2 separate regions of the Sus scrofa genome follow, and region 2 is linked to region 1. A link is a contact called in public Hi-C data. All regions are on one chromosome and are shown on one strand. The core of a region is the stretch at or near the end of the contact, and the rest is flanking DNA. Distances in the headings are between cores, read along the strand shown.

Region 1 (4,443 bases), core at 15-2,514:
GAAGCAACAAGGTGGCGGGGAGGGAATCACTTACTCATCCACTGCTAAGAAACAGGGGGTTTCACTATTTATTAAAGGAAAAAAGGATTGATAAAGTTAGAAATGTTATTTAGCATTGTTTTAGAAAAAATTTCAAACTGTTCATTCTAAATATAAACTTTAAAAATCAAGTACTTTGACGTCGTCCACTTAAAAGTGGAACATTAAATACTTCCATTCAAACCTAAAACATTCCTTCTCGACGACTTCCCGGACTCCAATCACCCTTCGGTTTTCTCCTCCCATTTAGAGCTTAATCTAATACTTCGCCGCTTTCCTAGCATCACCACTGACACACGCTGTGTGCAGACGAAGTTCTGTCATTCCTATAATTACCACACCCCTGTCAGCCGCTTCAGGCCCATGTTGTTATGACATCTGTAAACTGCAGCCGTCCGTCTCCGCCCCCGCCCCCCCTCCACCTCCCTCTGAACCACCCGCTCCGGCTCGGGCTGTTAACTTACAAATTCCTAAGACGGTCCCTTGCTACCTCGGTTAGGATTTTTACACGCTCCCCCCCACCACCACCACCCTGGCTCTTTCCTACCTCAGTCATGGCACTCGGCGAGGCCCACCCCCGCCCCCCGCCCGGCTCCCGCTTGTTCGCTAGCGCCAGGCCGAGGCGCTGGCTCCGCACTCCCTCCTCTCCGCCCCGCTGCCTCGGCGCCCCGCAGTACCCGGCGCCCCTTCCAGCCCCGCCGCCGCCCTGCCCCGCCTCGCCTCGACCGGCGTTCCCGAGGGCGAACGCACCAGCACTCCCCACCCCCACCCTCCCCTCCGCCGGCCGCGCGGCCGCTAGGATCGCCGGGCCCGTGACGCACAGACGCGCCGTGAGCGCCCAGGCCCAGGAACCCCAGCTTGAGCACGGCCGGCGCCAGCCCTCGCCGCGGGGCCTCTCCCGGGTCCAGCCGAGGATTGCCGGATCCGCCGGCGGGAGGGGGAGGGGCCGGGGCCGCCGCCGCCGGGGCCTCGCACTCACCAGGCTCAAGGCGACCGATCCCAGTGCCACTGCTGGGGTGAGCCGCTGGGGTGAGCCGCTGGCTCTCGCTCGCCCGCCCGCCGTGCCTCTCCCGCACACAACCTACAAGAGCCTGCTCGTCCCTCGGCGGTGCACAGCAGGCCTCACTCCCCGCCGCCGCCGCCGCCGCCGCCGCGCACCCAGCACAGCGAGACCCAGCTCTGCCGGCGTTCGCAGTGCGCCTGTGCGCGGGGGCGGGCCTGCGCGCCTGCGCGCCCCCATCCACCGCCCTGCTGTAAAGGCTGCCGGGAAATGTAGTCTTCCCACGGTCTTTCTCTGGAAGCATTAGCTGTTAGCCCGGAACTAGTGGGCAGTCTCGGGTCGGGAGAAGGTCTGGTTGAAGAGGTTCGCAGTTAATTCCAAAGGTTGGATAGTCATGCCGGCGTGACAATGAAAAGGTACTATTCAGGTTGAATTGCAAAGTTATGTCTACAAACCTGTCTTCGAAGCTCTTCCAGGACGGATCGATCCTTGCTCACCTCTTTGGTAGTTGTTACCTAATACACGTTTATTGAATGAATAATGGAATGAATGAGGGTGAGGGATTATTGGGTTATTACAAAAATGTTAGAAGTCAGCGCCTCGTGTCTAAGGCATTCACAGGCAGCGCGTTTGAGGAAGCTTCTCTGTATTTCCTTTTTCATTTCTCTCCCATCACCTTTGCCTGATGATGTATTAGTATCAAAAAGTCATTAAGTTTACTGAGATACACATACTTGCTTTACTCTCAATAAACGCTCTCAAACGAATATTTGCGACAAATAATTGTTACTGATAAATTTGATTGTATTCTTTTTAGGGAATTCTTTTTAAGTAGTGTCTTCAAAAGAAGAAAGACAAGCCAGCCAAGCAGTGGTCACGGAATAGAAAGTCTCACACATGACATGGTTTAGCAAATCAATATAAAACACCCACGGAGAAGTAAAGTGAAAGAGATGGGGTAAAACTATGACGAAAGTGTGGGAGAGAGGACATTACCTGAATCCTGGGCTATGCAATGTTCGTTTGTCCTGGATCTCTCTCTGCTGTGTCAGTATTCCCTCCCCACCAAGGTGTATTTTCTAGGAGTTGAGTGTGAGCAAGGATGCTGGGGAGAGGGAATGTGTTCTAAGAGATTTAGAGGCAAGGATGCCTGACCACAGCTAAGCTGAGGACAGATCACTTTATTCCAACCAGAAGCTAATATTATTCAGAACTGGACTTCAGTATTGTGAAAACTAGTTTCTTTCCAGTTCACCCTTACTCCTAGTTAGAGTGTCCCTGGAAGGTCCCAACCAAAAGTCTGGGGTATTTACTAGGGCTTCTCGTCTTTAACCCAGCCATCTCAACCCTGTAAGACAACCAAAAGCTGTACTGTTTTTCAGCTACTGCTTTCAGAATTAGCAATTACCACAGGTAGAAAAGTAACAGCAAACATCAGGTTCATCTCTCTTGGCTTCCCTTTTCTTCCAGATCTTGGACCCACAGATTGTCACTGCTGTCTGTGGTAGCTCTTCAACGCCTTAATGTTTTTTATATATTGTCCATTTGTTCTTAGTGGTAGGAGGATTTGTTCAAGACAACAACTGCACGCCACTGCTGAAGCAGAATTCCTATATATATGTCACTTTTACAAAAATGTTATCATACCATACATGATGTTTCATTAGCTAATGTCTTTTTGTATTTAAATTTTTTTAATTTAAATTATAGAATAATTTTTATATTACAAACAATACTCTTATGAACATTTCCGTATCTTTGTGTGTCCAAGGAAACTGCTAGATCCTAAGACATTGCATCTTTAACTTTACTAGATGAGGTAGGTGAAACCCTAAGATGACCCCCATGATCTTTGGGGAGAGGGCAACACCTGTTGGTGTTGCTCTATATAATCCCTACCCCTTAAGTGTGAGTGAAACTGTTGACTTCTGGCCAACAGAATATGGCAAAGATGATTACATTTCATGATATAAGTCTCTTTCTTAGCAGACCGAAACTAGACAGTCTCCTGCTGGCCTTGAAGAAGTAATTTTTCTTTTTTTTTTTTTTTTTTTTGCCTTTTCTAGGGCTGCTCCTGCGGCATATGGAGGTTCCCAGGCTAGGGGTCTAATTGGAGCTGTAGCCACTAGCCTACACCACAGCCACAGAAACACGGGATCTGAGTCGAGTCTGCGATGTACACCACAGCTCATGGCAACACCGAATCCTTAACCCACTGAGCAACCCCCAACCTCACGGTTCCTAGTCGGATTCACTAACCACTGCGCCATGACAGGAACTCCCGAAGAAGTGAGTTTTCATGCTGAGAACTGCCTATGGAGAGGGCCATGTGGCAGGAAACTTCAGATGGTTTCTAGAACCTATGTGCAACATCCAGCTGACAGCCAGTAAGAAGCCAGAGCCGTTTTTCCTACAATCACAAGGAAATGAATTCTGCTAACAACCTGAGAGAGCATGAAAGTGGATTCTTCCCCAATCAAGTCTCCAGATAAAAAGGCAACCAGACTTACACCTTGATTGCAGCTTTGTGAGACCCTGAGCAGAGGAACTAGCTCTACTGTATCTGTACTCCTGGCCCAAAGAAACTATGAGATAATAAATGTGTATTCAGCCACTAGGTTTCCAGTAATTTGTTACCAGAAACCAACATACTAGATATCTATGGATTATTTCCCAAAGTGGTTGTGCCAGTTTACACTCCACGAGCAGTATATGAATCTCTTTTCTAAACATCCTCGCTAACATTGGGAATGTCTGACTTTTTTATTTTTGCCAAACAGATGGGTGTGAACATATTTAATAATTATACACATTTTAACATAAAATGAAAAATAAGTATATACTTATTTCTGTTGTATTTTTTTCTGTTGCATAAATGCTATTATTTAAACTAGCAATAGGACTTGTTAAAAGTGGCAACTAATTGCCAAATGATCCAGCAATCTCACTATTAGGCATCTGTCTGGACCAAACTATGATTCAGAAAGACATACTCCTATGTTACAATAGCCAAGACATGGAAACAACCTAAATGTCCATCAACAGATGAATGGACAAATATGTGGTACATATACACAATGGAACACCACTCACCCTTTAAAAAAATGAAATGTCATTTGCAGCAACATGGGTGGACCTAGAGATTATCATACCAAGTGAAGTAAGTCAGAAAGAGAAAGACAAATGACATATGACATCACTTATATGTAGAATCTAAAATATGGCACAAATGGGAGTTCCTGTCATGGCACAGGAGAACAAATCTGACTAGTATCCATGAGAACGCAGGTTGGATCCCTGGCCTCCTTCAGTGAGTTGAGGATCCGGCGTTGCTTCAAGCTGTGCTGTGGGTCGCAGATGCAGCTCAGATCCCTCATTGTTGTGACTGTGGCTGTGGCGTAGGC
Region 2 (4,818 bases), core at 1,741-4,240, 130 kb before region 1:
GTAGAAGAACTTTGGGATTGGATTTTAAAAGACGTGTATGCCACGTTAAGTAGTTTACACCTAGTCATATAACCTTGAAATTAGATGCATGGTTCAGATTCACTAGTGAGACTGATTTTGCGATCTTTTTATTTCCATTATCTTTGCGAATTAAATGGCTCTGCAAGACAGTTTAGCTTTTGCTCCACTTACTACATCTTATCTGACCTTCCAAAAGAGAAATCAAAGTGTTTTTTAAACACTATTGGGTATTTTATTTTATTTTTTTGCCTCTTCTAGGGCCACTCCCATGGCATATGGAGGTTCCCAGGCTAGGGGTCGAATCGGAGCTGTAGCCACCGGCCTACACCACAGCCACAGCAACAAGGGATCCGAGCCACATCTGCAAACTACACCACAGCTCATTGCAATGCCGGATCCTTAACCCACTGACCAAGGCCAGGGACCGAACCCGCAACCTCATGGTTCCTAGTCAGATTCATTAACTGCTGCGCCACAACGGGAACTCCCACTGTTGGATATTTTAAAGCTAAAAGAGATCCTGTGAAATTTGGTTGTAGACATTCAAATAGAGACGGAAGCAGTTTCAAATATTACTTAACATAATCTTATTTTACAGATTCAAAAGTTAATTCTGGAAGGGGTTAAGTGATTAGCTCAAGGTCCCAAAGCTGTTAATGGCGTAGTATTAGACTCCTGTACTTCCAATTCCCTAAGCAGAGCTCTTTACCATACACTTGACTGTTATCACTGCTCAATTATCTGAGCTCATTAACTCAAGTTACATCACAATATTATTGTGACAATACCAAGGCCACAAATGGGCTGACTAACCTTAAATATTCCACATACCTTAGAACCAACACTCTTTTTTTTTTTTTTTTTTTTTTGTCTTTTTGCCATTTCTTGGGCCGCTCTCGCGGCATATGGAGGTTCCCAGGCTAGGGGTCTAATCGGAGCTGTAGCCACAGCAACGCGGGATCCGAGCCGCGTCTGCGACCTACACCACAGCTCACGGCATCGCCGGATCTTTAACCCACTGAGCAAGGGCAGGGATCGAACCCGCAACCTCATGGTTCCTAGTCGGATTCGTTGACCACTGCGCCACCACGGGAACTCCAGAACCAACACTCTTTTTTCTATCTTTAAAGATTTTTACAAATAGGGGCACTGTGATCACATTTGAAATCAGCTGTCTTGTGCTGATCTAATCTGAGCAGCTGAAGTGGTGAAGAAGGGGTATATAATGTTGAAAGATCCCACAGAAACTTCTTTGGGAGTTCCTGCTGTGGTGCAGCAGAAATGAATCTGACTAGGAACCATGAGATTGTTGAGTTCAATCCCTGGCCTCTTTCAGTGGGTTAAGGATCTGGCATTGCGGTGAGCTGTGGTGTAGGCTGCAGACACAGCTTGGATCCTGTGTTGCTGTGGCTGTGGCTGTGGCCAGCAGTTGTAGCTCTGATTGGACCTCTAGCCTGGGAAACTCCATATGCCCTGAGTGTGGCCCTAAAGAAAAAAAAAAAGAACAAGAAACTTCTTCGGCCAAATGTTTGTCAATAGTTCAGTCTGTCGCGATTATCTTCAAAAATGTCACTCTCTACAAAACAGCTCAAAGCACAATGCTTACGACAGAGGTCAATGATACATGCAATCATTTTTCAATATCTTTAGTTAAAAATACCTTTGTGTGGTCACGATTTTTTTTTTTTTTGTCTTTTCTAGGGCCGCTCCTGCAGCATATGGAGGTTCCAAGGCTAGGGGTCCAATCGGAGCTGTAGCCACCGGCCTACGCCAGGGCCACAGCAACGCGGGATCCAAGCCATGTCTGTGACCTACACCACAGCTCACTGCAACGCCAGATCCTTAACCCACTGAAAGAGGCCAGGGATTGAACCCGGAACCTCATGGTTCCTAGTCGGATTCGTTAACCACTGCGCCATGACGGGAACTCCTAGTCACGATTTTTAAATTCAACTCTATCTAGGCAGTGGCACATTTATGCCTACATTGGAACAGATAACGTCATAGTAGCTTGGTCGAAATCTAGACACCCTGTTCTTTAATTCATTGGTTAATAAGTTGCCCTGGACCTCTGGCGTTTGAATATATAAAAGAGCCTATTTCCTAAATGTTACATTCTCTCTAAGGATTAGGAGGCAGAGAACCAGAGCAAGTACTAGAATTAATCACCCCTCCATGGCTCCAAATGTTCTGCCCTACCACAATAGTAAAACAAGTTTTTGCTTTATCAAAACAAAACAAAAAAAAGTAACCTCTCCTCCAGTTTCTTCTCATCTACAAATGCTTAACTTAAAGTAGGAGAAGAATAGCAGAAGCTAAGAAGTGAGTTCAGTGGATGGCTAAAATGTTGTTAAAACCCCTACCCACTCGGCCTGGGTTCAGCTTTACCGCCGAGGAACCACCTGGCGTTCCTGGGTGCAGTTAATCAAGGCTTGGGAGTCGCAGGGAGAACCATGACCCCAATGGAGCACCCTCACTCCCTAAGGCCAAGCTGTGCCCCCATGACCTCCAATGGCTCGAAAAAGGAGTTTTGAACTGCCCGATTCTGCCCCAACTGGTCCGCACTCCCTTCCAAGCTAGAGCAGGGAACAGGGGCCCAGAACAAAAGAAGGGGCACGCCTGCCACACGAAAAAAAACCCATCACCTGGAACTCGGCGAACTCCTCACAGTTCACACTGCCACTGGGCGCCGCCATATTGGACAAACACGAGGCCCCCGCCGCGAGCCAATCACCGCGGAGCAAAGGTGTCCGCGGCGCCGCCTGACCAAAAACAACTAGGGGACTCGAGACAGCCAAGCTCAAGCTTTGTCTTTTCCTATGCTCGCCACCCACACCGAAACTCGTAACGCTGCTATCCATCTTTTTATTCCTGTTCCTTTAAGATATCTTCTTGGAACCGGCCCAGATACATGGATCGAAGAAAGCCAGAACTTTAAGGGATCGTTTTTCTCCAATCCCTTTCTCTTACAAAAAGGGAAAACAGTTTCCGGGTCGCACCAACTAGGTTGTCCCAGGGGGAACTCTAAAGTCGAAGTGAGGTTTTTCTTAACCCTTCCATCCAGTCCCTAGAGCAAAGGAGCTTTTCAGAATTTGGGCCGACCAAGAAATGTAAAGAAAAGGTGTTTCTGGCAGTGTGGGGTAAAGGATGAATAAGGTAATAGGTATGGAAATAATGAAGTGTTTACTTCTACTTTAAAAAAATAGGCAAATAGAAAACAACATAGGAAGCATACATGTGAATTTCTCAGGTAGCAAGTCAGCAAGAGGTGAAAAACACTGGTCACTAGGAACCCAGTTATGTAGTTTTGATACAGGCGTATACGTATTCATTGAAAAATGAAAAAAAAAATGTATTGACTTACTGAATTACCGAGGCAGTGTGACTTTGGGATCTACAGTTCACAAAATTCCTACAATAAGCACATTACTTTGTTTCTATTTTAAACGAGTACTTTCTTAGATGCAACATTGCAAAACCCTTCAATAAACTCCAAAGGAATATTCTTAAGGACAAGTCCAGGATTAGGCGCCAAGCGGGGCGGAGCCCAGCGGGCCGGCAGAAGGTACAGTCTGACCTCCATGCACGATCTGCACGCTCTGCGCGTCACGCACGCCCCGCCCACAACCCCGCGCGCAAAGCACGACCCCTCATCCCGCAGGCCCCGCCCGCCGGTGCCTCTCGAGGCCTTACTTTCTCAGCGCTGGGTGACATTGAGCACAGAGCGCAGCCGCACCACCGCCGGCCTGGGCCTCTCTGCTGGTCCGCGGAGTGGGCGGCCATGGGGAGCCTCCGCAGCCTGCGCCTGGCGGCTGGTGAGACGCGGGCCCGGCTGGGGGTGGGCAATCGCTTTGCATGAAGGAATCTTTCAGCCTCCTCAGGCCTGTTAGGTGCTCTGTTTTATTAGGCATTCCCCTCAAGTAGTTTGGAATCCTACTCCCAGAGTAGCAATAGTGGGAGACAGCTGGGGCCTAGCGAGCCACTGGTAAGAAAGCACTGAGGGCTATCTCCGAGTGACCCTTCCACCTGGCTCTCCACCCACCCAGCTCCCACCTAGTTAAGGAGCCTATGCTCAGGGATCACTTTCCCCACCCCCATCCCCTCTGAGCTCACCTGTCATCTCTAGAACGTCCCCCCATTTCCTGATCCGTTCAGCTTCGTAACCTCCTGTCCCGTAGGTTACCTGAGTCTCCCGCCTGCTCCCACCCCCATCATCTCTAGAGTTAATCCCTACACTCAGAGAAAACTTGGAGTCTAGGGTTTCCTACCCATTCGTTATCTGAATAGGCAAGAGATTTAAGGTCTCATAGAGTAATTGCAATTGTTTTCTTAAAATGAGGTGTGTGTGCACATTTCTTTTATATAATTCTACAATAAAAGAGTTCCCGTTGTGGCTCAGTGGGTTAAGATCCGGACTAGTATCCATGAGGACGCAGGAGGGATCCCTGGCCTCCTTCAGTGGGTTAAGGATCCGGCGTTGACTCAAGCTTGCAGATTTAGCTCGGATCTGGTGTTGTGTTGGCGTAGGCCTGCAGTTGCAGCTCGGATTAGACCCCTTGCCAGGGGAACTTTCATATGCCTCAGGTGCAGCTCTAAAAAAAAAAAAAAGATTCATTTTCTCTTGAAGGAAAATGAATCTCTTGCAGTTTATGTAAATAGAGGGTCTGCGGTTTGTTTTCCTAGTAGACATTTGTGTAGTGACCATTTGGAGTTAGAGTTTAATTTACCTTCTTGCCTAGTAGGGGCTGAAAAATCAGAGTGTTTGCCTTTTGTCTCTTTTCTGGGCACCAGGGCAGA

What was found. A called contact is a pair of places that touch in the nucleus more often than the background predicts.
Region 2: a contact with region 1 is called in a Hi-C map of skeletal muscle, with 5 times the contacts expected there. The contact joins the promoter of CCDC58 here to the enhancer-like site in region 1. A contact is called at or near these places in 7 of 47 Hi-C or Micro-C datasets (fetal skeletal muscle, heart right ventricle, liver and 3 more).

Annotation. Positions count from the first base shown.
Region 1 is chr13:138,015,347-138,019,789 of Sscrofa11.1, reverse strand. No RefSeq gene overlaps it. Among named protein-coding and RNA genes, the nearest start is that of KPNA1, 28 kb to the left of the region's middle. Within about 2 kb of position 1,264, at least 76 of the 83 cell types and tissues checked have an H3K27ac peak or open chromatin away from gene starts, as enhancers often do. A contact at or near this core is called in fetal skeletal muscle, liver, skeletal muscle and 1 more, where this site is marked.
Region 2 is chr13:138,150,598-138,155,415 of Sscrofa11.1, reverse strand. CCDC58 (coiled-coil domain-containing protein 58) reads right to left here and starts at 2,990. Exons shown (of 5, transcript XM_003358793.4): 1 at 2,667-2,990. The coding sequence starts at 2,882. It overlaps FAM162A (family with sequence similarity 162 member A), which reads left to right and starts at 3,704. Exons shown (of 5, transcript NM_001243573.1): 1 at 3,704-3,836. The coding sequence starts at 3,803.